Linked DNA regions of Mus musculus: regions 1, 3, 4, 5, 6 and 7 are each linked to region 2. Evidence: chromatin contacts called from public HiChIP or PLAC-seq and promoter capture Hi-C data. All regions are on one chromosome and are shown on one strand. The core of a region is the stretch at or near the end of the contact, and the rest is flanking DNA. Distances in the headings are between cores, read along the strand shown. Region 1 holds the start of Fosl2 (fos-like antigen 2). Region 2 holds the start of Fam53a (family with sequence similarity 53, member A). Region 3 holds the start of Trmt44 (tRNA methyltransferase 44). Region 4 holds the start of Rbks (ribokinase). Region 5 holds the start of Htt (huntingtin). Region 6 holds the start of Lrpap1 (low density lipoprotein receptor-related protein associated protein 1). Region 7 holds the start of Rgs12 (regulator of G-protein signaling 12).

The links. Promoter capture Hi-C pulls out the DNA fragments that hold promoters and counts their contacts. HiChIP or PLAC-seq counts read pairs in DNA pulled down with a chosen protein or histone mark. Capture Hi-C pulls out chosen DNA fragments and counts their contacts.
Region 1: a promoter capture Hi-C map of liver shows a contact between it and region 2, with 3 times the contacts expected there. The contact joins the promoter of Fosl2 here to the promoter of Fam53a in region 2. A contact is called at or near these places in 2 of 39 promoter capture datasets (hippocampal neurons and liver) and 1 of 115 datasets of contacts at active chromatin or transcription factors (microglia).
Region 3: a contact with region 2 is called in an H3K27ac HiChIP or PLAC-seq map of microglia, with 6 times the contacts expected there. The contact joins the promoter of Trmt44 here to the promoter of Fam53a in region 2. A contact is called at or near these places in 1 of 39 promoter capture datasets (neutrophils) and 2 of 115 datasets of contacts at active chromatin or transcription factors (microglia and pancreatic cancer cells).
Region 4: a promoter capture Hi-C map of pre-B cells shows a contact between it and region 2, with 3 times the contacts expected there. The contact joins the promoter of Rbks here to the promoter of Fam53a in region 2. A contact is called at or near these places in 3 of 39 promoter capture datasets (the C10 cell line, liver and pre-B cells).
Region 5: a contact with region 2 is called in a promoter capture Hi-C map of adipose tissue, with 4 times the contacts expected there. The contact joins the promoter of Htt here to the promoter of Fam53a in region 2. A contact is called at or near these places in 2 of 39 promoter capture datasets (the C10 cell line and pre-B cells), 2 of 484 Hi-C or Micro-C datasets (CD4 T cells and LSK cells), 1 of 115 datasets of contacts at active chromatin or transcription factors (astrocytes) and 2 of 9 other capture datasets (adipose tissue and liver).
Region 6: a promoter capture Hi-C map of liver shows a contact between it and region 2, with 3 times the contacts expected there. The contact joins the promoter of Lrpap1 here to the promoter of Fam53a in region 2. A contact is called at or near these places in 1 of 39 promoter capture datasets (erythroid cells), 2 of 484 Hi-C or Micro-C datasets (B cells and CD4 T cells) and 2 of 9 other capture datasets (adipose tissue and liver).
Region 7: a contact with region 2 is called in a promoter capture Hi-C map of pre-B cells, with 4 times the contacts expected there. The contact joins the promoter of Rgs12 here to the promoter of Fam53a in region 2. A contact is called at or near these places in 1 of 39 promoter capture datasets (pre-B cells) and 2 of 9 other capture datasets (adipose tissue and liver).

The regions. Positions count from the first base shown.
Region 1 is chr5:32,134,690-32,138,057 of GRCm38.p6, reverse strand. Fosl2 (fos-like antigen 2) reads right to left here and starts at 1,586. Exons shown (of 4, transcript NM_008037.4): 1 at 1,253-1,586. The coding sequence starts at 1,354.
Region 2 is chr5:33,628,361-33,631,944 of GRCm38.p6, reverse strand. Fam53a (family with sequence similarity 53, member A) reads left to right here and starts at 2,310. Exons shown (of 6, transcript NM_178390.3): 1 at 2,310-2,608; 2 at 2,968-3,092. It also overlaps Gm9903.
Region 3 is chr5:35,573,567-35,577,441 of GRCm38.p6, reverse strand. It overlaps Trmt44 (tRNA methyltransferase 44), which reads left to right and starts at 2,372. Exons shown (of 11, transcript NM_030208.3): 1 at 2,372-2,883; 2 at 3,248-3,362. The coding sequence starts at 2,397.
Region 4 is chr5:31,695,781-31,699,251 of GRCm38.p6, reverse strand. It overlaps Rbks (ribokinase), which reads left to right and starts at 1,642. Exons shown (of 8, transcript NM_153196.1): 1 at 1,642-1,742. The coding sequence starts at 1,651. It overlaps Babam2 (BRISC and BRCA1 A complex member 2), which reads right to left and starts at 1,202. Exons shown (of 12, transcript NM_144541.1): 1 at 1,175-1,202.
Region 5 is chr5:34,759,154-34,762,994 of GRCm38.p6, reverse strand. Htt (huntingtin) reads right to left here and starts at 1,255. Exons shown (of 67, transcript NM_010414.3): 1 at 886-1,255. The coding sequence starts at 1,088.
Region 6 is chr5:35,103,667-35,107,275 of GRCm38.p6, reverse strand. It overlaps Lrpap1 (low density lipoprotein receptor-related protein associated protein 1), which reads left to right and starts at 1,577. Exons shown (of 8, transcript NM_013587.3): 1 at 1,577-1,797. The coding sequence starts at 1,585.
Region 7 is chr5:34,948,175-34,951,784 of GRCm38.p6, reverse strand. Rgs12 (regulator of G-protein signaling 12) reads right to left here and starts at 2,337. Exons shown (of 17, transcript NM_173402.2): 1 at 2,261-2,337.

The sequences.
Region 1 (3,368 bases), core at 337-2,836, 1.5 Mb after region 2:
CCAGATATGGAACATTACTTTGAGAGAGGTGCCCCTCTTGTCAGATTACAAAGAAAGCCATATTTTTATTATATTTCCCAGCTCACTCCACCCTTCCCTGGAAGACCCCTGACCTCCTATCTGGTTGACTTCTAAAGGTCAAAGTCAAGGCCATGGCTATTGGCTTATGGAGTAACTCTGGCTGCAGCCAGCTTGGCTAGGAACTCCCAGATGCTTGCCAAGGTGGGCTTCAGGTGGCAGAGGACCTTTTGAGTTCATGCAATTCCCTCACAAGATGGTGTTTGTGGTTCCTGCGACACAGGCCAGGTACCCTACCACCCCTACCGCCCCACCAATACCTGTCTGGTACCTACAAAGACACAGATTACAGGCACAATCCTTCAGTGCAAACCAGTCTGGCTGCTTTAGAAAGAGATGTTTTTCTACTTCTAAATCCACTCAGGAGCTCAAGCGATGTGTCTCTTTCTCCCACTTCTCTCTGACAGCTTCTTTGCCCCAGGTACCCCCAAGCCCCTCAAAGTTCTGCTGGGGGGGGGGGGAAGTACAGGCTCCTGCCCAACCCTTACCGGAAGCTGGAGGGGGGGTGTCACAGGAGGTGTCAAGAGCCAATCAAAGCCAGCTTCTTCCTTCCTGACCTTCGCACCTAATTCCCAGGGGCAACCCTCGCCCTCACTCCCAAACACTTGAAGGAGCCCAGCTTTGTTTTTGAGTCCCCAATCCCTTTCAGAAAACAGCTAAGACCGAAGAATAACAGAAGAAGAAAGGGTTAAAAAGCCTTCCCCCCCGCCCCCCCCCGTAGGGTCCTTGACGGCTGGGAGGGGCTTAGGGGGCGCAAAAATTTTCTTGCCTATCCACTACCTAGAAAGAGGAACGTGAAAAGGGAGGGAGAGCGGCTCGGAAGGAGGCAACAGGCTTCCCGGAGGGGACCTGTAATTTCAAGAGCTTTTCTGGAAAATTAAGTACGAAAAGGGGGAGAGGGTGTCGTTGGCTCTTCAAGCCCACTCTCCACTTGCTTAAAAAAAAAGAAAAGAAAAGAAAAGAAAAAGAAAAAGAAAAGTGGAGAGTGGGTAGGGCGGAACAGGAAAAAAAAAAAGAAAAAGAAAAGAAAAGAAACCCACAACTTACAGCGGTGAAGTATTTTTCTAGCCTGGCTAGGAAAGGGAAAAGAAGGAGGTTGGGGGTGGAGGCAGTGGGAGCAAGAAGAGGGTAGGAGTCTGCCCGCGCCGCCAGGTGCACCCCGGCCCGCACGTACCTGCTGGCCGCCGCCACCGCTGGAGTAGGACTCGGCGTGCGCAGGAGAGCCGCTGCTGCCCCGGGACGAGGTGTCAAAGTTCCCGGGATAATCCTGGTACATGATCCGCGGTGGGGGCCGGAGAGGAAACAGGGTGGTTTTCTTCCCCGCCCTCGCCGCGGCCGCGCACAGTCTGCTGCGCGCTCGCTGGTCCACCGGCCCGGCCACGGGCTGGGCTTTTCGCTCCCGGGATGTCCCCTAACCAAGGCAGACAGGAGGCAGCGACACTCGGGAAGTGACCCCCCCGATCGCCGCGCACCGCACTTCGTTTCTGCTCTGCAAGCTCCGCGGAACCGGTTGTCCACCGAGTCCCTCCCTCTAAAAAGTCGGCGCGTCCCTCGGTCCCTCCCCTGCGCGCGCCCTTCCGCCCCCGCGCGCAGCCGGAGCTCTGCCGGGACCCACGGGCTGGAGAAAAATGGGCAACGCAAAAAGACTAGGAGCCCCGCGGGTGTCGCTTGGCAGCTCTGGGGGACTCCCTCCCCGATCTCTCAGGGCGCCAAAAAGGCGAAAAAGAAAAGCTGCCGGTTGGGAGAAACTTCTGTTTCCTCCTTTTAGAAAAGGAGCCCGAGAATAAACTTCCTGTGGCCAACTCGCCGCCTGAGTTTCCCGGCGACTCGGACACTTGACTTAGGACAAGGCGGTGAGCGCCGGTCCAGCGGCCCCGATCGCGCCGGTGGGACAGCGCCCGTGGGATTCTAGGCTGAGCGGTGCTGAGAGGGACGTGGCTCCGCGTCGCAGTGACCTGCACCCCGTGCTGGCTCCAGGACCTGCCAAGCCTCGCGCTTCTCGCCTCGCTTCGCCCTCCCCTCTCTCCCCCTCTTTCTTGCGCTCGCTCTCTTTCTCTCTCTCTGTCCCTGCCGAGCGCCGCTCACTGTCTCGCTTCGAGCCCCTGCGCTCTGCCCGAGATGAGTCACTACAATGGCACGAGTTCAACTCCACACTCTTTATTCTCCAGCCCCGCACCATGTGGATCCACTCACGTCAACCTTAGACTCCACCTTGCTGGGAGGAGCGCTCGAGGCGGCGGGGGAGGAGGCCTGGGACAAGGAGGAGGAGGAAGAGGCGCGGGAGGGGAGGGGAGAAGGCGGGCGGGGCGCTCCCCTCCCGGCCTCGCTCGCGGTCGCGCTGACGCCAGCCACAGACCCCGCGCGAGGAAGGCGGGAGGCGGGGAGGGTGGGAGAGCGCGGCCCTCGCACTACGGGGGCGCCGAGGCCGCCCGCGTTCTCGCCGAACTCCTCCACCCCCCCTGGGGCGCAGCGCCCTTGGTCTGTTCCATTGGCGCACGTTGCCAAAGATGGTCATTTGCGTTAGAGGACGCGAATGCGGGTTTCCTCGCCTTCGGGTGACGTGGAGGGAGAGGGATTCCCTCGCCTGCTCCCGCCTGCGCCCTGGCCTCCCTACCTCCTCCCCTCCATCCCCAACCAAAAGGAAGGGGCGCGGGGCGGGGCCCCGAAAGCGGCCGCGCCGGCCTGGGCTCCGGGTTTTAGAAAAGGAAAAAAAAAAAAAAAAAAAAAAAATCGCAGCCCTGAAGACGAGACGGGCGGCTCAGTGCGGCGCCACCGCGAGGCAGAGAGCCCGGCGCGCAGAGCTGCTCGCGGGGAGGGCGCGGCCGTGCGCAGTCGTCCGCACCCTCAGCGGCGCCGCCCGGTACAGCGGGCGTCCTGGGCGCACCGGGCACCCGCGCCACCCTGCGGCCGGGTCTTGGCGGGGTGCGGCGCGGCGTCGCCAGGCGGGGCTGGCCTGCCCATTTTTCACTCGGAGCCTGGCTGCCCACTGCTTCCCCTTTTTGTGTGTGTGTGTGTTGTGTGTGTGTGTGTGTGTGTGTGTGTGTGCGCGCGCGCGCGCTTGTTTTTTTTTTTTTCTTTTTCTTTTTTCTTTTTTTAATTTATTTTATTTTGGCCTTCCAATTAACTTGCTTAGAAGTAGTATTGAAGATGAAATTAGCCAGTGAGACATTCGGGAGTCCTCTGTGCTACACAGTTATGACGCATGTAATAGTAGTAACCAGGTCTTAAAAGCAAATCGGGTTGTTTTTTAAAATACATAAATAAATAAATAAATAAATAAATAACTGGGG
Region 2 (3,584 bases), core at 1,061-3,560:
AGCAGTTTTTTTTTTAATAGCAAAAGTACAGAAAAATAAGGCTACTGTTGTAAAATATTCAGCATCTTTGGACAGATAGGGTCTTCAAAGACTGTCTCAGACATAGCTGACTGGTGCAGGCGACAGCCATAATGGAGGGTGGCACTGGCCAGCTGGTTTGGCACAGAGATGTCATGCATTTGGGATACCTGTCAGCTCACTATGTCCCCTCTGGTCTGACCAGCTTCATGGGAGGCAGAGGCAATGTCCAGCAGCCTGAGGCCTTTCTTCAGGCCACCTTCCTCATCCTAAGCACTGTGACATCTAGACCCTGTGCTTAAGTGTGGTGGGATATGCTAGAGTCTGGCGGCGATTTGGGCATATTATATCTAGTGGTTGGGATTGCTGAGGTGTGTTGGGGTAAGTAAGCTGTTGTGGACCAAAGTGAGCTAGGGTCTGCTGGGGTGAGTTAAGGTGTGTTCCTCTGGCACCCATTGTTGAAACTGCACCAGCAAACTCATGTACTAGAGTCGTCCGGGCTGTCCCCATGCTTGTAGTAGTATACCACTGAGTAGTGGAGGTTTGGAGTTAGGCCATCACTGTCTTTCCCCTTCACATGGCCCACTGAGGTACACATAACATTCTCAGGGAGATGGAGGCAAGCATTGAGGAGACAGGCTGGTGACATTGCTATTCTTTGTCATGGAGGGAAAATGGCCCCTTGGTGGAGTAGCAGCCTAACTGTGAACCAAGGATGATTTTAATATCTTCCCTTGGCTGGTTACCTTTGGGACATGATAAACACTGATACTGGCACCTGTCCTCAGCATCACCAGTGTGGTTTATGTGGGACTATCAGACATTGGGTGAAATCCCACAGCTGGCTTGCAAGCCATTCTCTGCAATCTGATCTGTGGGAGAGTTTGAAATACTTTCTGGTTTTATGTGAATTCATCAACTCCCTGAAAATTACCCTAAAAGGGCACACACTGAAAGCCTTTAGGAATTACTCAAATACAGCTGAGCTGTGTGGCGTATGTAACTTAATCAGCTGCAGGGCTTGGGAAACACAAGGTGACCGTGGTGATTTGAGAAGGCCACCATTGGTCCAGATCTGCCCAGGGAGAGTGTGGTTGAGGACTGTTCTGGGCAGAGTTCCTCTTAGGCACAGGTGCCTGCCAGATGTCTCAGTCCTTATCTGGCTCCTGCCTGCTGTGATCCAGGTCGCAAGTCCCCTGTCCTCAAGAAACCTGGAGGAGGAAATGAAAGGTCTGTCGCAGGTGATGCAGCAGGTGAGGGCACTCATTCTAGTTGATCTTGGCCTCCCTTGGCTGGGCCTCTGAGCCTGTACAGAACTGGATTTACCAGACCCATAACGTGGTGGCCAGGGCCCAGACTTCTGGTGTGCCCCAGGAATACCCAGTGGCTTTCTAATGTCTTCCTTTTTAGGTCTTATTCCAGATGAGAACTATTCCATTTTCTACATCAAGTAGCTGTACCTAACCCTGCAACATTTTTTAAAATTACTTTTTGTTGTTTGGGAACAAGGTTGTCTAGGGATTACAGGCTTGTGAAATTGCAGCCTATTCCTAGCCAAGTCGGCAGGCGGTTTCATTTTGCTGCGCCTGGCCTCTAGCACCCTGAGAAGTGCTCCACCCCAGTCACACCCACCTGCAGAGCAGCTTTCCTTCACAGCACCGGTACCCAATGCACAAAAGTGCCTTCCAGTCACACGGTAGGTCCAGAAATGAGACTCCCAAAGGGAAGGGTCCTGCCCAAAGGCACATTACCAGCAAAGGACAGGAGAAGCTGGGCATTGGTGGCGCCTGTCTTTAATTCCAGGGCTCGGAAGACAGAGGCAGAAGGATCTCTAGGAGTTCGAAGCCATCCTTGTCTACAGTCCGAGCTTCATACTGAGATTTTGCTATAAAAGAAAGAAAGAAAAAGAAAAAAGGCAGGGAGATGAAGGTGGTCACATCGGACTTTGGAATCCGGGAGCCTATAGGTACCACTACCGGCCTTCGATGCCCCGCGGACACCCGAAGGTTAACGTCACACCCGGCGCGGGCCAGCTCGCACAGGGGGGCGGGGCCAGCAGCGGCGCACGGTACCCGTAGGAGGGAAGTGAGAGGAAACGGGGGCGGGGCGTCACGAGGCCACACCCACAACACGCCGGGCAGTGACGTCGCCCGCCTAGCGGTGCGGCTGAGGGTTGATTGCTTGCGGCGGCTTCCGCGGGCGGGTGCGCGAGCGGACGGCTGACGGCTCGGGGCGGTGGTAGCGGCGCGGCGACCAATGAGGGCGTCCGGAGGGGGCGGGGCGTCGGCTGCGGTTTTGTTCCGCGGTGACTGAGGCTCACCGTCCCCATGCGCGGAGCGCGGCCTGCGCGGCCGGCGCCCTGCCCCAGCTACGGAGCTCGGTGCTCACTCGCCTCGCGGAGAGTGCTCTGCGCCGTCGTTCGCCTGCTCATCGCTAAGAGCTCCAGCCACCGCAACGCCGTGTCCTTGCGCTGCGATCCCGGAGTCTCCGTACGTCGGCCGGCGCCGCGCAGCCGCACGTCGAGAGCCGGGTGCATCGGCACAGCGCGCGGAACACCCTCTAGGGCCAGCCGGCGTCTCAGCACCTTAAGGTCCCCGCGCGCCCCGGGCCCAGCACTGTCCTCGTGTCCCGTGTCCCCGACATCCTAAGGTCCTCGGGGACCCAGCATCTGAAAGAACCCTGGGCCCCAGCTCCCTAGAGTCCCCTGGGCCCCAGCTCCCCGAACTCGTGGCGAGTCCGGGGACCCCTCCAATTAGGCCAGGCCCCAAGCATTCTGTTGTGCGCGCTCCTGCACGCCAGGCGGTAAGGCCTGCCCGCTGCGCCTGGGGCGCGCTGCCACTTGTTGAATCACTTTTCATGTCGACTTTGAGACCTGTTGTCGCCATGCTGAGTCCGTGGGCCCGTGAACCCGCTGTTGTTGAGACTCAGTGATTGTTATTTTGTATTCAGGAAGCAGGAAGTTTGACGAGATATGATGGTCCCTTAAGGGAATCCCAAGAGCAGATCCTCCCCAACGACCTGTGGAAGGTGACTTGGAAGTCTATTCCGAAGCCACTTTCCTGCGTAGACTGAGGGTGTGTAAGTCCCTTTAAGACTTCCTGTGTGGAGGATGGGATGTGCGATGTTCACAATGTATTTTACCGCTCCGAATGCTATTGCCTTTGTACATTAGTCTTAATTACAGATCTGTGATCTATCACTCCAAATTAAAATCACTTTAATTTTTTGCACTTCAAGGTATTTAATCATTAGATATATCTTTAAGTATGAATCTAAGCTTATTCTAACCCTCCAGCCCCACTACTTAAGTTTATAATGATGTTTCAGCTCTGAGAATTTTGAAGATGGACTAGTTTGACTTGAAAGGTGTACTTTAGTTTTTACATTAAGAAATTTGACTTGTGCTCACTGATGCTGCTGCTTCAAATACATATTTGGTCATCTTAGGAAAGTGGGTCTTGGAAGGGAAGTTCAGCATCTCAGAACAAGGTAGGACCGAGGATAGTTTTTCCAAATTCTGAATATTACGCCAAGGTGGAAATTGAAATTGATTAGGAAGAGTAGAT
Region 3 (3,875 bases), core at 1,123-3,622, 1.9 Mb before region 2:
AGAGACAGGGTCTGTTTAGCCCTGTACCTGAGTCCCCACAAACATGTACAGCTAACATTGATCTCTACCTGCTGTAGCACCACTAACACCTTCCAATAGATTAGCATTGCCATTCAGCAGGCAGAAGTCCTTTGCTCTAACTGGTTAGAGGCAAGAGGAAGCTCTTCAAGAACTGTCTGCTTTGTGGTGGCTTTTGTATCCCTTAGCTTAGGCTACCCTTGAGTTCATGGCAGCACACAGCATTAACAGCAGCCATTTGCACCCTCTAGTGTCATTATCTGTGTAAGCTTAAGGTTATGGGACCCTTAGTCCTACAGTGACAAGTGTTACAGCTCTTCTATAGGGTTAGAGTGTCAGAACCCCACAGCCTCACACTGCACCAGTGTTAACAGTTCCTGCATGTGGTGTGTCTGAGCCCCTTGACTCCCAAGTCCTGACAGCTCTGTGGAACTCTTCAAGCTCTTTACAGCCTTCTCTCCGTCAGCCTTAATTCCTTACTCTCACTCTTTAGCCCCACTGTATGATTTCTGCTCTGGCTGCCTCTCTTGCTATGACCACAGCCGCGGCTATTGTTTGCTACTGCTCCATTTTGCTGTCCTCACTGGTGTTGCAGCTGCTGCCGTCACTCTCTGTTACCACTCACCGCCAGCTCCCACCACCCCCTCTATTACTTCCAAACTTCCCTCGGCCACCCGTGCAGTCCCCGTTACTTGAGCAAAGCAGCCATAGTTGTTGTTTAGCTGCTGTAAAGTGCCCCTGGTTCCCTAAGGGACATAATGAAACCCAGGAGCAGCAACAAAGTGAAACTTTGGCCTACATGGGTGTTGCCAAGAGGTTGGGAGATGAGGTCAAAGATGCGTGTTTGGCTCTTTGGACCATTAGAGCAGAGGCATGTGGTTGTTGTGCTGATATAAAAACACAGCTTTGACCTTAAAGGGAGTGAGGGATAGCTTAGTCTGGAGACAAATATGAGTGACTATGGTTTAAAAACTATGTTCATACGTGGTGACAGTTTTTTTAATAGTAACAAAATCCATAAAGTAAGTATTTTTAAAATACAAGGATGGGTACCAACAGGTAGGTGGGTTAGAACAATGAGGGGAAATTGCTGGAGACATTTTTAGCCTTCATGTTGGTGGAAGCTAATAGTTTGTACATTCCAAAGGATTTAACAAATACTTTGTTTCGGACCTCAGGTAACAAAGTAAGAAATGAAAGACCCACAACGTGAGGACTCCCCCACGTTCTGACTCAGGAGAGGCGACACCCCAAAATCACCCACAAGAAACGGGCCTGTTGCAAAATGCAAGAGGATTTTTATTCAAGAGCGCTCTCGGGCCCACGGTCATACACCACGAAGGGGTAGAGGACCGTGGCGCCCCGAGTAGCTGAGTAAGGGGGTATTTAAAGGAAGAAACCACAACTCAAGGAGGTGGGAAGGGCATTGTTGGAAAATAACAAAAATACCAGTTAAGAGTCACAAGGAAGTGCAAAGTTACAAGAGTCACGAGGAATACCTGGTAATTGTGAGGGTTATTTTTCAAAACAGTTTCTAAGAGCCCCTAACAAAAGCACATTTGTATATGGCAATGGTCAGGGTGACTTTCTTTGAATGAGCACTCTTTGAACCCAGGAAGCGGGTGGGTAGAGGAATGTCGCTATCTGTTTTATGATTAGCATACCTTTACAAAGGCCACATTCCCAAGCCTGGGCCTAAAGGCCTAGAATTCTGTTTTTACTTTGTTATACTTTCAGAACGTCTGTGTTATAGGTTTCTTATGTTTTCTGATGCCAGCTTTATCTTTTGGGTTGGTAGGAGGTTACTTTCTGGCAAGTTAATGTATTCCAGTCAAAGAATTTGGAGTCAGACACAGGTGGGCAATGCATGGCTATAAAGGAGCTAAATAATCGCCCAAGGTAATGCTAGCTTTGGGTCCGCATTCCAATTCTTTACAATCATGAAGTTGTAGTTAGCCAACCAGCTTTGTAGAATCCTTCATATAAGTGTGGCTTTCTGCTGAGTGTATCAGTTACGTCTTGTTTGCTCAAGTAACTTCCTCTCCTCTCAGTATTATTAGCTTTGTCGTGAGAGGTGGAACCTCTGGGGGCAAAATTTCATTTAGGGGGCACGAATCGGATGTACCGCTTGGGAGCTCTTATTTCCAAGCAAGAAAGCAAGCAGAGAAGGGGTTGTACATTCAGTCGTTGAGGACCCCAGGAGGCTGTATCCACTGCGGCCCACACTCTGCTCCTCCCGCGTCCCAGGCTCCGCCAGCGGCTCCGAAGCTACCGCCCAGCAAAAAGGACAAAGGGATGGCCTTCCGGGTCCAGGCTCTAACTCCCGTGAGTCAATGCGCTTCCGGGTCGCGTCATCCCAACGCGCCGAGCGCGCAGCCATGGAGGAGCTGGGTAGAGTGCGGCTAAGCGATCCTGATGCCCTGCTACCTGCAGGCTTCTGGGCCGCCGTGACCGTGTGGCTGGAGAGGCCACAGGTGGCCAACAAGAGGCTGTGCGGCGCCCGCATGGAAGCCCGCGGGAGAACTTTGCGGTCCCACGCCCAGGCGGAGTGTGGACCGCGGCAGGGACAGGGACACGGGCTGGAGAGGGAACCCGGACAGGCTTCTCCTAAAGGAGAGCCAGAGTCGGGACCTAGGGCGAGCCGCGAAGGCACCGCTCCCGCGGCTGACCTGAACTCGCTATGGGACCGAGTCTCCCAAAGCCTCGTCCACGCCAATCCGGAAATGCTGGCCTTCCTCTGTGGCCCCTCGTTGGGTCCTCAGCCTGAAGCCGCGCAGGAGCTCGACCTGATTCTCAGGACTGTCATCCCGAAAGCGAGCCCGCACTCCCCACTCACAGAGCCGAAGAAAGAACTGGTAGTGCAAGGTAGGAGAGTAGTGGGAAGAGCGCAAACAGACTGAAAAGCGTTCGCTTTTTGAGACAGGGCCTTATATGGCCTGGAATTCGCTATGTAGAACAGGCTGGCCTCGAACTCACAGAGATACACCCGCCTCAGCCTTCCAAGTACTGGGATTAAAGGAGCGCCACACCACCCACCACCCAGCTCTGGCCTTGTATTGTCTAAGTGCTAGCTATAATGGTGTGTCCAAAGTGTAGAGCCCTCTCCCCAGTGCTGGACAGCCACTAAGGACTGGAAAGCATTACTCTCCTGTCCATCGCTGCTCAGTTCTACTTCCAAGGGATCCGTTTAGAGCAGTTATGACCTGATAGCCTTGTCTTTCCCCCTCAGATGTCTCCAGTGGGAGTGTCACCTTTTTGCCCTTGGAAGAAGATAATGAGGGGAATTTGGAGGTTAAAACGAGCAACGTGTATCAACTCCATCTCCATCACAACGAAGGAGAATGGTAAGAGCTGGACGCTGCTGTTGCACCACTATGTGATGCCCATCCCGGATGTCCTATCAGCAGTCAACTGGAAGATTCTGGGGTACAGAAGAGCCAAGGTCTTGTGTTGGTTGGCTGATCTCAGATGTATACTATAGTCACCACTCTGCTGGTTCCTGGCGCTGGTACTGGATTGGGGATCACAATGTAGCCAGAGTCCTTGATCTCTATATTCCATATGCCGGTAGGGGTGTACAGCAACTAGCTGGGGTACTCTGTTAGTCAGCTTTCTGTTGCATAATACCCAAGGGAGTCAACTTAAGGATGCTTGAGGGCCAGTGAGATGACTGTGCATAAAGGTGCTCGTTTCAAATCTTACAAGCTGAGTTTGATCCCTAGAGCCCACATGTTCTGTGAGCTGTCCTCTGTCTTTTAAACACACACACACACACACACACACACACACAGATATAGATGTATGTGTATAATTTTAAACGGGTATCATATTTTAGTTTGTGATCATTCCCTCTTTGG
Region 4 (3,471 bases), core at 393-2,892, 1.9 Mb after region 2:
GTCACGAATTTATACACATGATTGCTTTACAGCTAGACACCAACTAGGCTCCTGCTGATCCAGTGTTGGTACTAGCCTGAATGATTCACTAATTAAATGCCAAAGGAAACAACCTTCTCCAGACGCCAAACCACACTAGTGATTATGAAAACCCATTCCACTTCAGCAACTGTCAAGACGTTAGGATCACACCTGAGGGAATGGATTTCTGTCTTTATCTCCAGAACAGCAGCTATAATACAAGTTTTTGACAGTGCAAGGTTTTGTGCAGCTTCAAGATGTTTCAGTAAGTGTGACTTCACTAACAAATGAAAGTTAAAAAAAAAAAAAACTATACTGACTCCAAAATCAGGAATTTGAAGAGAAAAAAAAAAAAAAAGATGATTCTTTGGTACAATATGCAGGGATATGGATTAGAAACACACACCTCTCCTTTACATATGGCACCATTATAACTGATTCCAGAGAAGCAGGAAATTTTGGTGACCTGCCTCTCTTGAATGCTTGTTTTGCAATTTGTATTTCCTGATTTTGATGTATTGCAGACGGAAGATGCAAATATATAATTTTTATAAAAAAATCTGCTGCCGCAAGATAAGGTCACATGAGGTCTTTTAGTGGGCAGGCTGTCTGGGGAACACAAAGACGTATAAAGCACCATCTAGGCTCTCGCAATTAGGAGAGGATGACAAACACGGAAACATGTGCCCCCGTTGACGTCATGGAACGGAAAGGGGTGGCCTCCTGCTGCATCACGTCCACGTCATATGGCGCACGAGGGAAGTTACTGTGGGGGAGCAATTTCTCCACTGGGCAACATCAGGGAGGGGCGGGGAGAGCGAATTGGTTCCGATCCAAAGAATGTCCACCCATTCTGAGGAGAATCTAAAGGGATCCAACCCTTTCTCCCAAATTGTATGATGCCCTCATCAAGTGCAAAAAGAGGCGGGCTTCATCAGAAACCAGGACTGAACGAGATACGTGGAGAAAGAGAAGCCTCAGATCTTGGGGGCGGCTCTTGAGGGAATCCGCGTGCTGTGGGGCGAGCGGGGCATCTTTGGAACGCGGGCCTTCTCTTGAAGAGGCTAGCTCTCTGGCCATACTCAAACATGGCTCTCTGCGCCACCTGTGCGACTGAGATCCAACCTCCCCGCACCAGCCCGGGTCCAGGTACCTGGAACTTAAGTCCGATCAGTAACCGGCGACTAGACGGGGTACAGGTTACCCGAGCGCGCCCCCGACCGACGCACCGACCTGCGCGCGAACCGCGGGCCGGATGCGTGCGCGCTCCCCCGGACGTCCCGCCCTCTCCGGAGCCGGCCGGGCGTGCGCGTCCCCGCGCCGAGAAGCCGGAAGCTGAGGAAGGCGACCGGGTAGCGCCTGAAGGTTCCCGGGAGCTCTGGCCTAGTGCTTGGCGCGCTCTGTCATTCTCGCCGTGGCGGCCGGGCCCTGTGCTTGTGAGGCGGGGCAGGAACACCGGTCCCAGAGGGATCAGGACTAGCCAAAGGCCGGAGAGATTTCGGGCATTTGGGAGGGCGACCGGCACAGGCGGGTGGAACGCCCGCGTCGTTAAGGAGGACGGGGCGGCGTCCCTGGTTACGGGGTCAGGCAAAGGGCAAAGGGCAGCGTCAGGGTTGAGCAGGATTAGTAATGGCGGCGTGTGGGGAGCCCGGGAGGCCCTGGCAGGAGGAGGAGGCAGCAGCGGTGGTAGTGGTGGGTTCCTGCATGACCGACCTGGTCAGGTTAGTGCGGGGCCGCAGCGCAAGGTCTCGGGAGGGCGAGCCACACTGTGGATGCCCGGGCCTCGGATCGGTGGGCACCCACCATTGGAACTTTCCTGAAAGCTTCAGGTTTCCAAGCACGACTTCTGAGGTGAAAAGGCAGAATTCAAGTTTGTGGAGGTCAATGACAGAGGAAGGGACAGGGATGGGGGGTGGGGGGACTGAATGAAAGCTTTGATAGACACCCCCACCTACGGGCGCCCCCAAACACCTGCACCTGTTTCCTTGGCCAGGCTGCCCCATGACATTTTAACCTCTGAGAACATGATGTACCTACTTCACAGGGTTGAGAGCACAAGAAGTGTTTTGTCCACCAGACCCAACTGGGTATTACTGGATTGAACACGTGAAAGAAGGCACTGAGGCAAACACCTTTTCACTCATGTTGGCATTCCTGCAGTGTTCCATATTTACAGTTTACTTTTATGTGGAAATGTAACCATGGGCCAACCTTTGTGGTGAACCTAAGTGTGAATTCAAAATTTAAAACACACACACACACACACAAACATGACAATTACAGCCACTAAAAACCTGACCAAATAGTGCTAAATGAGAATAGTTGAGTTAGGTCAGAGAGGTTGTAGGGAAGATCCTTCTGCTTTGTCGTCTGTTTTTATGAAAACAGCTTTCCAAGCAGATAAGCAATATACATTGTAGAAAAAAAAATAGTTCAGGTATTCCAAAAAACTCAGGCCATATAATTCTGTTTATGTTAATAACCATATTTCCCAGCAACTTAGTGTCATCGGTCCCTAAACTATTTTTCCAAAAGATAGCAGAGAACTTTGAAATAAGGCCTTGGGGTAATCAAAACAACCAAACCCTTTCACCAAACTACCTATATCTACTTTAAAAACAGCTCCAGGGGCCTCATATATCTAACTTAATCTTGCTTAAAACATTATAAATTGTTATCAGATTCATCAAGATGGCTATGAGGTAAAGGTGCTTGACTAAAGCCTAATGCCCTTCAGTTCCTGGAGCCCAGTATGGTGGAAGGACACTACATATGTGATGCATGAGTGTGTACACAATAGATAGATAGATAGATAGATAGATAGATAGAATAAATAAGTCTATGCTTTCAAATTACCAAACACAACAGAAAAGATGGAATTAAAAAGGAGACTGGGGCCGGGCGTGGTGATGCACGCCTTTAATCCCAGCACTTGGGAGGCAGAGGCAGGCGGATTTCTGAGTTCCAGGCCAGCCTGGTCTACAAAGTAAGCTCCAGGACAGCCAGGGCTACACAGAGAAACCCTGTCTCGAAAAAAACAAAAAAAAAAAAAGAAAAAGAAAAGAAAGAAAGAAAAAGGAGACTGGGAGAGGCAAGTTAATTGACAAAAACCCTGATATGTTGTAGGGACTACAGAAATGGCCTCAACAGTTAAGAGCATTGGATAAAAACCACCTGTAACTCCCATCTAAAGGGTCCCACACCTCCAAGTGCATTGCTTTCCTACACACAGAGTTAAAAGTAAAAAAATGATTTTTTTAAATGAAGCAATAACAGAAGAGCTACAAATAATTAAAGTTTATATAATTTTGTGTGTGGTGCTAGATATTGAACTCAGGTCCGTTGCATGGCTAGTAAATACTTTACTACTAAACTACACTTATAGCTTTTAATTTTATTATTTGAGACAGAATCTCACTAAGTTCCCCATGCTGAACTTGTACCATGTAA
Region 5 (3,841 bases), core at 6-2,505, 1.1 Mb before region 2:
AAGAACTAAACAGGAACTTTTACTGGCACAAAGTCAGAGTCAGAGTGGCCTATGTTCTAAAACAAGCCTGTCTGCAACACTAGTAAAATTCATTCCCCGGTGAAAACTGAGCACCACCAATGTATCCGTTTTATATAGAACAAAAAATCGATAGGCAGTTAAGTATAAGTCGACTCTTTCATATATATGCACACATATAGTTTTTTATTAATAATCACACCTAAGTAACTCACCATGTACTTGACAAATACAACTCATCCAACTGCCTGCAGACACACAGAAGCACACCTCTCTGGCTATGCTTAAAACCTGGTTTAACTACACTACACCACAAACTAAATGAAACGCCAGGAGAGTACGAAGTGCCTCGAGTCACAGGCTGCTTCAAGTGTCACTTGGAAAAAGAATATCCCATTGGATGCGTTCACACTCCCCCGCCCTCAGCACTCCCGCCGAGACCTCCTAAAAGCATTATGTCATCCACTACCCGCACATCTCTCACGCTGTCCTGCACTCCCAGCTCTTAGGCCTGATGAGGAGGTAACCCTAGAGATCTCTGCCTCTCCAAGTTCTCTTCACAACAGTCATGTGCGCCACCGCCCCAGTTTCTCCAGAAGAGAGAAACAAGTTCGTTCCCTAACTTCGCAAACTGGGAACGGCGAAGGCACTGGAGTCGTGACGCCCCTCAGCGAGTCCCTGGCTGGCCTGACCCGGCTCTGTCTCCTCTGAGGGAGGCCAGAGACCCCGCAAGACGAGGGCCCGGGCCGGGAAAGCCTGGCCTCAGGGAGGTACCGCGACCCTCTGGACAGGGAACAGTGTTGGCCATGCCCAGCACGCAGGCCAGGGGCGCGGGGCCCGGGCGGGAGCTGCGGCGCCCGGACTCACGGTCGGTGCAGCGGTTCCTCTGCCGGACCTGGCAGCGGCGGTGGTGGCGGCGGCGGCTGCCCCTGAGGCGGCGGCTGAGGGGGTTGAGGCGGAGGCGGCGGCGGCGGTGGCGGCGGCGCCTGCGGCGGTGGCTGCTGCTGCTGTTGCTGCTGAAACGACTTGAGCGACTCGAAAGCCTTCATCAGCTTTTCCAGGGTTGCCATGACGGCTTCCTGCCCGATGGGACAGACCCTGAAGACTTGGAGCCTACTGGCACTACGCGGCGCCACTTAGCAGCAAGGCAATGAATGGGGCTCTGCGCGGCAGGCAGAAGCGGAACCAAGGCGCTCAGCCATCTTGGGCCCGTCCCGGCAACCCTCGCGGCGAGTGCGTCCCGTGACGTCATGCCGGCGGAGACGAGGCCACGCCAGACCCGCAGAATTGACAGGCGGATGCGTCGTCCTCTTTCCCGAAGTCAGGACGCAGGCCTGCGGGGCCTCTGCTAGTTTAAGACTCTCCGCCCCGCCGATGTGGCCCCGCCCCTTCCCGCAAAAGCCAGCCCCCCTTAGTGAAGAGGGCCAAGCAAGAGGATGAGGTGGGCGGGGCGGGCTGCTAGATGAGGGACGGAGCTGAGCGGAGAGTGGGCTTTAGGGCGGCTCCCTGGCACCAGCGATAGAAAAGAAGTGAGGAGGTGGGCAGAGGAGTTGGGGAGACCCGGAAGGAAGAAAAGGTTGGAAAGGGGAATGACAGCGAAGAAATTTTCCTGCGTAAAGCCACCCTACACCTGGAGTCACCGGGAAAGCGATTGTGGAGCTCGGAACCCGAAACCCAAAGCAGCTCTCTCTTCCACAAGCCAGGTGGTGGCCTGAGCTTCCCGAACGCAGCGTGCTGGGAGCTCCCTGCAATGAGAAGGGAACCAGAGTGACCTGTATTCAGGACCAAAGAACCCTTTATGATCCGTGGACCCCGAAGCCCCAGAAGTGTCTGCAGTAGAGAAGGCTGAGAAAGGGTTTCAAGCAGGCAGCGAAGGCTGAGAAAGGGTTTCAGGCAGGCAGCAGTAGTTACTGTCCAAAGAAAGGCTGTGTTTCATGCAACTTTGGTCACACACTCTACATTGAGACACGGACCCTGGAAAGTGCTGTGGCAACCAGCCAGGACCTACAAGGGGTCTCATTGCCACCAGCGCTGAAGTCCTTGTCTCTAGAGCCTCCATCTCCCAAAGGTGAGCAATTAAAGCAGGAAGCTGAAAATGGTGTGGATACACCCAAGCTGCCCCTGCAGTCTGCCCAGCAAAAAGTGTTGGCTTCAACCGGGCATGGTGGTGCATGCCTTTAATCACAGCACTTGTAGAATGCTTTTTGAGTAGCATGCACGAAGCTCTGAGTTCAATCCCTGCATTTTATAAACCAGGGGTGGTAATCATGTACTCTGCAGGTAGAACGAGGATCAGGAGTTCCAGGTTTTCCTTGGCTTCATAGTGAATTCAAGTCAGCATGGGCTGTATCAGAACTTGTCTCAAAAGAAAAAGGAAAAGGAAAAAGCCAAGCAGTGATAGAACACACCTTTAATCTCAGCAGTCTGGAGGCAGAGGCAGGCAGATCTCTGAGTTATAGGTCAGCCTGTTCTACAAAGTGAGTTCCAGGACAGCCAGAGCTACATAGAAACCCTGTCTCAAACAAACAAACAAAACCGTTCCGGCTTCAGAAAAAGCTGTCTGGAGGTGATCCATGCAGTGAGAAACCCAATGAAGCTTCAGGCTACCTGTAAGAATCAAATGCCCTATTCCATGGCCATAAGGCACTCCATTTTCTCGAAATGGCCAAGTATACAGAAACCAACACTGTTACTGTAGGGGTATAAGCCCGCCGCTGTTAAACTGGGAAGGAGAGCAGAGAAACAGCCTTTAGATTCTATGTCCCCTCTGTTACTAATGGCACTATTAGATGCACAGTGCCAGTGCTAGCTCTCACATGAGGCAGCCTCTAACAGCTGGCCAGGGTTGGTAGTTGCTAGTAGGCAGACTTGGAAGAAGGCCCAGTGAGCCCTGTCTCTTAGCATTCTCTAGGTTATGATGTCCCTGCTCCCAAGTAAGGGCAGCTAGTAACTGACTTCTAACCAATACAAGACAAAGATAATGGGATGTCACACATTTGTTAGGCTACAAATGTAACTTCAGTCTTGCTAACTACCAACTTCTCAGCTTATATACATTGATGAAGAACAATTGGCAAGACTTAACATAAAGAACTACCCATGGCCAACAGTCAAGACAGATATTGGTGGTCCATCAGCCATGTATGAAGTAAACCCTGACAATACCACTAAAGCTCCAAGGTGATTCTTTTGAAGCCAAGTTCTCAGATAAGGCACTGGTACCTAATTGCCCGCTGTGAGAAGTGCTAACAGAGGACCTATGTGAGCTGGGCCCAGATTCTGGAACCACAGAAACTGGATAGTTATAAATATGTTTTGCTAGGCAACTATACTCTGGTAATTTGTTTGGCAACAATAGGTATATTGGTTGGCTTACACTGCTGTATCAGGGTACCACTGCCTGGGAGCTATCAATAGTTGTTTATATTCTCAAAGTCCTTCAAACTAAAAATACAAAATCAAGATGTTGGTAGAGCATCTTCCACTTGAGGCCTCACATCATCATCATCCCTCTGTGTCTGTGTCCTAATTTATATGAAAACATAAGTAACTGAATTAAGATCTAGTAACTTCACTTCCGATAAAGACTTTCAGGACTTAGTACATGCCTGTAATCCCAGCAGTAGGGAGGCTGAGACAGGAGGATTTAAAGTTCAAGGACAGCTTTAGCTGCCTAGTGAGTTCCAAACCAAACTGGCTACACAGACCCATCAGAAAGGGAAAGAAAGAAGGCTACCATCTGCTCTCCAAACACAGACCAGTCTGATATTCTAAGGAGTTAGTGTTTCAGTATATAAATTAGTAGGTGATAACAGAAATAGTT
Region 6 (3,609 bases), core at 328-2,827, 1.5 Mb before region 2:
CACAGAGAAACACTGTCTCAAAACAACAACAACAAAAACAAACAACAACAACAAAAAAGATCTCAGACAATTGGAAGATAGCATCAGGTAGATAGATCTCTTTGAGAGTTCAAGGTGAGCCTGATCTACATAGTTGAGTTCCAGAGCTACTGAGTAAGATCCTGTTTGATCTAAACAACCAGACAAAGCCAAAATAACAACAAAAACCCCCAAACAAAAACAAAACCCTCTCTCCTATCTGAAAAGGAGACATTTTAGGCCGGGCAAAGTGGTGCACACCTTTAATCCCAGTATCTGGGAGGCAGAGGCATACAAATCTCTGAGTTTGAGGCTAGTTTGGTCTATATAGTGAATGCCAGGATAACCAGAGCTAACCAAACCAAACCAAAAATAGATCTCAGAAAACAGGTGCTAACGTCTGCAAACCACCAGGGTTCCAGATATACTGAACCCTTTTTGTGGAAACACAAAATACAGCTTAAAACTATTAAAAAAAGAAAAAAGCACCACTCCCCCCAAATATCCCCTACCCTTGTCCTCCATGTATCTCCCTATTGGAGACCCTTTCTGGTTGTACTGGTTAGTTTTGTGTCAACTTGACACAGCTGGAGTTATCACAGAGAAAGGAGCTTCAGTTGGGGAAATGCCTCCACAAGATCCAACTGTAAGGCATTTTCTCAATTAGTGATCAAGTGGGGAGGTCCCCTTGTGATTGGTACCATCTCTGGGCTGGCAGTCTTGGTTCTATAAGAGAGCAGGCTGAGCAAGCCAGGGGAAGCAAGCCAGTAAGGAACATCCCTCCATGGCCTCTGCTCGGCTCCTGCTTCCTGACCTGCTTGAGTTCCAGTCCTGACTTCCTTGGTGATGAACAGCAGCATGGAAGTGTAAGCCGAATAAACCCTTTCCTCCCTAACTTGCTTCTTGATCATGATGTTTGTGCAGGAATAGAAACCCTGACTAAGACACTGGTCATCCTTACCAGACGACTCTTCTGCCTGTCCCTCCTGGGCCCAAACTGCTGGTGCCTGTACCAGACTCCTGGGTTCCTCGAGCACCAGGTTGTCACCAGGCCAGGCCATGTCCCCAACAGGCTTGCTGGGCCTCACTATGTCCATTGGATTTTCTCCAGGGCTGCAGGTGCAGAGACTAGGCAAGTGCACAAAGCCTTCCAAACAGAAACCCCGGAGGGGAAGTGTCTGGGATGTGTCCCAAAGACGGAGCTGAGATAGCTGCTCCCGGGTTTAATGGCAAAATCATCTTCCGCCGCACTTCTTGTGTGATTACGAGGAGTGGGGCGGTGCATAAGTGCGCTTTCCCAGCTGCTTCTCCTTACAGCCCCGCTAGTGAGCTCTGAATTTTGCAGCCCCAGCGTGAAAATACCTTGGGATAATTGCTCTTTGCTGGTGTTGGGCAGGGCGGAGCCAGAGACCGAAAAGTGGGCAGTCATATGGGCGGGGCCTGGGGTGGGCGGGATCGGATTGAGAAGGGAGGCGGGGCCTCGCGGAGACCGGTTGATGGGCGGGGCTACAGATGGGCGGTCCTACAAGACCCAGTCCTGTCAGTCTGCTAGCGCTTCAGAGGAAGATGGCGCCTCGAAGAGAGAGGGTCTCTACGCTGCCCCGGCTCCAACTGCTAGTGCTGTTGTTGCTGCCGCTGATGCTTGTGCCCCAGCCCATAGCAGGCCATGGCGGCAAGTACTCGCGAGAGAAGAACGAGCCGGAGATGGCCGCCAAGCGCGAGTCCGGGGAGGAGTTCCGCATGGAGAAGCTGAACCAGCTATGGGAGAAGGCCAAGCGGGTGAGCGGGGCCAGGGAGACGCGCGGGGATGGGGGCGAGGTGCTGCGTGTGAGCGAAGGAGAGCAGGGCCCTGATTGAGAGGCCAACATAACCTCTGGGACGGGGAACGGCCTACCCTTTGTACAGCCCCCCTTTAAATGTCAGGTGGGCCATCTTGACCTCACTTGTAATAAGAGACCCATAGGCCCTAAAGGAACTTGGTGCTGGTGTCAAGGGCCTGTGGTTGCCTTTAGTGCAATTAGGGACCCTAAAGAATGAGTGACACCCACCCTTCCTAGCTGTGGACACCTCTGCCCAAAAAGCTAATTTTCCAAAGAGCCAATTCAGATGGAGGTAGAGGGGAGGGGGGGCACTTTCTACATGGGGCCAGACTTGGAAGTCTTTTCTTTATCTGTATTTACTCCAATGAAAGAAAAAAAAAAACGGTGCCCTGAGATAAGACTGTATGGAGATTGCAGAAGCCCCAGTTGCTAATGGAGCTGGTTAATTTGGGTAAAGCAGTTCCTTAGGGGATTGGAATTCCTTAGTATAGGTAAACACTACACCCTGTCTGGGGAATGCTGAAGTTAGATTTAGTAGCTATGCTAATCTCTCTTCCTTTTGAAATGGAGATATCCAGAGCCTGAGGGCTGGCCTGGAACTTGGGTCCCCTCCCAGATTACAGTCCTAGGCTAGGACTTGGGCTTTTGTTTAAGTATTCTTTCAGAGCCACACTATCTTCCTCTAGAGCTTGCAGAGGGTTGCCCTTTAGCCCTCCAGCTTAAACATTCCTGAGTTTGAGGGGAGAGTAAATAATTTGCAAACTAAGTGATTTTTTAAAATAAAACCGTGTAGAACTTTGGCCCTGGAGACTTTGGATGGAGAGGTAGTTGGGAGGTTGGCTTCTGGGGAAGGGGAGTGGTGCCTCACAGACAGCTTAGTGGCCAGCCAGTGTCTTTGAGAGACTGCTGCAAGAGGGGGACAAGTGTCCAGCCTGCAAAGGTTTAGGACAGCCCTGTGGCCTGGAAAAGCAGTTCAGCTTTCTGGGGGAAGGGTCCGGGAGCAGAGCTGGGAGTGGCTGTGTGAAGAGCATGGGAGCAGTGGGAACCATCTAGGGTAAAAGGCTGGCTGTCCCTGACCGCCATCTCCAGGGGTGTGCCCACGGGATGAGTGTGCTTCACCTGGGATTACCCAGTAAGATGAGGATGGGGCCACGAAGACATTAGCAGGTACCGTCGAAGACTGTTGGGGAAATGTGGTCTGCTGTCCGTAGATCCTGGGGTCTCTTTCACTCAGAAGGTGGCCCCCAGTCCTCCACATGCACATCCAGGTGACTTTCATCCTCACTCTGTGCCTTGGTGGTCTCCTGGACCTCCACCATGGCCACTGATCAGTGGCAGCATCAGATTATATTTCTGCTGGTTGTCCACAGTCTGATGTCACTGTGCGGACGGCTGCTCTCGTCATCCTGTCTAAGCCTTGGGCTGCACGTCATTCCAGCCCTCCAGCCCTAAAGTTCTGCAGGGGATTTGCGTTCACTTTTTCTGTTGAACGGAGGGGGACATTCGTTCTTCCAGTGGCTTCCCTTACAGGATGTCCTGTGTCTACTCCCTCTACTTCCAAGGAGCCTAGGCCTTGAGGACATAGGTTGAGTTTTGCTGCTTTTCTTTCTAGACAGGGAGGCTTCCAGCTGGGTCCTACCTGCTAGGTCACCTGAGCTCAGGGGGAGAGCACCAGGTTCTTATCTTTCATGTAAACATTTGGGTTGGGCCTTCTGCCCTTCGGGGTGAGGCCGATAGTGCAATCAGCTCCCATCCCTACTGTTTTAAGTAG
Region 7 (3,610 bases), core at 1,088-3,587, 1.3 Mb before region 2:
TACTCTTAGCCCAGCGGTGTTTGCTGCTGAGATCTCACTCAGCCCATGCTCTGGCACTACACTCTCCACCCTCCTGACTCAGCCTCCTGAGCGCTGGCTGGGGTGAGCAGATTTCGGGAGGTTGTAGTTCTCGCTGGATTGTGAAAGGAGTGGGGACTACCACCTCCCTAAAGAGAACAGGACAGATGGACACTGCATCCTCTCACAGCTGAGTGTGCATCTAGAAACACATCTACAGGGCAGTAAAGCCACAAACTATTGTGGTCTTTGGTATGCAGGACCCATGGGTAGATCCACGTGTCCCACCCTGGCGAAGGTGCAAGGACCAGGCTGTTCCTCAGCAAGAAGGTGAAAACATTCCAGGAGCTTTGCAGCTGTAAACTGAGGACTTTGGATCTCCTGGCAACCCTAAAAGTCCTCACAGATCATGGCAGAGAGAGGCTTAAGAGAGAAGAGAAGGCCACGTGATGCTGGAACCAAGCCCTGAGCCCTGGGATGAGGCCAGTCTCCATCTGACATGAGAAGGGAAGGAGAATCTCTCTGATCCCCAAAGGACATTCGGCCAGTGAGACCCATTGCAGACTTCTGGCATTGAGCCTTGAAGAGCAAACTGTTTAAGCCACTAGATTTAAGCTCTGTAGGAAACTAAAACAAGTGCTGACTAGTAAGTGTTTGCAGGGTTTCCAGCAAACACACAAAAAGAAAGAAAAGGGGGTGGGGACGCTGCAACCACCATCATGCACTTGCTGCCAGAGCAAGGCAAGGAGCCCACAACCAAGGCAGCCAGATGGGACCAGCATGCTGGGCCTGTCTCAGATACAGATGTCAAATGACAACAGGATTAGAAACACAGGGCTCAGCCTCAACCTCTCCTACCTCTGGGATCCTTGCAGGAGCTACTGCAGCAGCCAGGTCACCAGGCTCGGTGTCACCTTTGTGACTACCCACGCTCCCACCCTCTGAGGTTGTTGTTCTAAACAGAATGCAAAAAGTGAGCCAGCCCTTGACACAGGGGATGACCACAAAGTGCCTCATGTCACAAGCTGGCAACTCCACGATGCACTGCAATTTGGTCTACTCAGTATAAACCCTGCCTTCTGACTCCTGCGCCAAGACTGGCAACACACAGGCCACCCCAAGTCTGAGGGCCTTTCCTCAGCTCCGGTATTTGCTGATCTCCTTTGCCAGCTCTCCAGCCTTTCATCTTTCCTGTCAGAAGCAACCCTCCTCCTTTGTCCCACTGAGGTAGGTTCCAAGAAACTTCACAGAAATGGCCTTGCATCCTTTAAAGATCCATCCTACTCCAGAGTCTTACCTAAGCCATTCCCTCTACCCCGTGACTTTCTCTATCCCAGCAGTGTGCCTGAAGTCCAGATCCTGCCAGCCTGAGTACTTGGTACTTGTCATCCAGCCCCCCCCCCCCAAATAAAAAGATGTAACATTTTTATCCCAGTTTTTCTGGAGAAATTGTCCTGCTGACAACTGTGCTTTCTTCAGAAACTTTTAGAATGTAAGCAGGCCCTTGATTCACAATTGATTTTGCTTCTCTCCCCTCTCCCACACACCAGTTGCTTGATGTAGGCTCAAGGCTTCCTCACCAGGGCGACCTCCATCTACACTCCATCTGAGGCCTTTTCAGGAACCTGGGCCCCTCCATTTGTATTCTATTGGTCAAAGCCCCTCTGTTTACACTCCAGGGGTTGGGCCCTAGCTACACACCACCCCTTCATCTACACTTCACAGCTGAGCCCTTATTACACTCTACAATTCTGCGCACACACACACACACAGTCCACAGGTTTGGGGCCCCTCTATCTACACTCTGAACCCCCTTGTCTACACTTCCCAGCTCTAACCCCTCCAGCTATTCTCGATGCTCGCTCGCTGTGGGCTGCCCTGCGTTCTTGCCCTACATTTCCTCAGTTCGGGTCCTTGGATACGGTCTCTGCCCAAACAATGAGACCGCGGGCTGAGTTGGACATTAAAGTCCCCTCATGGCCAGCCGGGCCGGCTTCTGAGCCGGGTCAGATCCCGCCCGAGTCCGGTGGGCTGCAGCCCTGCGGAACCCGCACATCCGGCCTGCGCGGGACCCCGGCCGCAGCCCGCGCGGGCAAGTTCCCGGAGTCCCGCGCGAACAAAGAAGGCGCGGGCGGTGCCCGAGCTCGGCCCCACGGCCGCAGGAGGACAAGGCCGGGCCGGGCGGGGGCGCGCGCCAGAGAAGAAAGACGCGCGAGGAGGCGCGCCGGCTCCGCTCACCTACCGGGCCGCCGCTTGCTCCCGCCGGGCGCCCGCCGAAAGCATCAACGGTCACCGCCGTCGCCGGGCCGGGGGCGGGGCTCCGGGAGGGGCAGGGTCCGGCCCCTGAGAGAGGAGCTCCGACTCCTGGGGGTGGGGCCCAGGGCCTAGGGGGCGGGGCTCTGGGGGCGGGACCCGTGAGGGGCGGGTCAGGCCGTTGTGCGCTTCGGGACTCTGACCCCGCGGGTCCTGCTTCTGGGGGTGTGGCTCCTGGAAGGGTGGGGAGTTCAGCCGCTTTTGGAGGGTGTGATTTGGGCTCTTGGTGGGGCTCATTCGAGATTCACCAAGTTTAGGATTTTGGTGGAGTCAGGTTTTGGGGGACGGAGCTGGATGAGGGGATAGATCAGGTCGTTGGACAGCTGGAGTCAGGGACCAACGGGATCCGGCTTCTGGGGGCCGGGCTCCTGGAGAGCAAAGTCCGCCCTACTGGACAGTGGCTCGGGGTCAGGCGGGATCGGACTCCTAGCACAGAAGCGCTCAAGAAGTAGGGACTTGCCTGGGACTGAAGACCTAACGGAAAGCTCAACATCCAGGGCTTAAGGCTAGACGGAGGCGGGGCGGAGCATGGAGGCCGGGGCGGGACTTCCGCCTTGGTCCAGCTGAGGGGTTGAGCTACCCTACTAAATCGCAAAAGCCAGATGGGTTTCTTTTTTGAATGGTTGCAGAGAGCTGGGATGTGTGATCTTCTTCACGTGCAGAGAGAGACCACTTCGTCCTCCTTCAAGGGGCAGCTCTGAGACACGATGCATTTGTGAGGAAAGTTTCCCACCTGCCAGGAGAGGGGTCATCTACCTGAGGGCGTGCATTTGAGATGGAGAGAAATACATCAATCCTGTCCCAAGCACCACTCAGGCTATGATACAATAGTTGCACAAACTGGTTTTATAGTTCCTACGCCCAACCTTTTCAGAACATTGGACCTTGTCTACCTCAAGGAGACCTTTCTTTGGTGAAAGACGTCAAGGGCAGAATTCCCCTTCCCTTCCCACATTGACTTCCGAGCAGCCACAGCGTCTTCAGAAGTTTCATTCCCAGTTAGAAACTAGCTAAAGTACTTTCAGAAAACAGGAAACTGGGCATTTTACTTAAAAAGTTTAGACCAGGAATTCACTGCCTAGGCCCTCTTTTTCTCAAACACCAGCCCCAGCCTGGTTCAAGCTTCTTGGTCTTGAGATTAAATCATCATAAAAACCCCATAGCTGTAACCTTTAACACTCACTTCCTCCCTAAATTCAGGAAATGTAAGTCACGACTGGTAGTCCCTCCAGTGTTTCCAGGACAGTAAACCCTGTGTTCTTGTCAGTGTGCAGCTTCG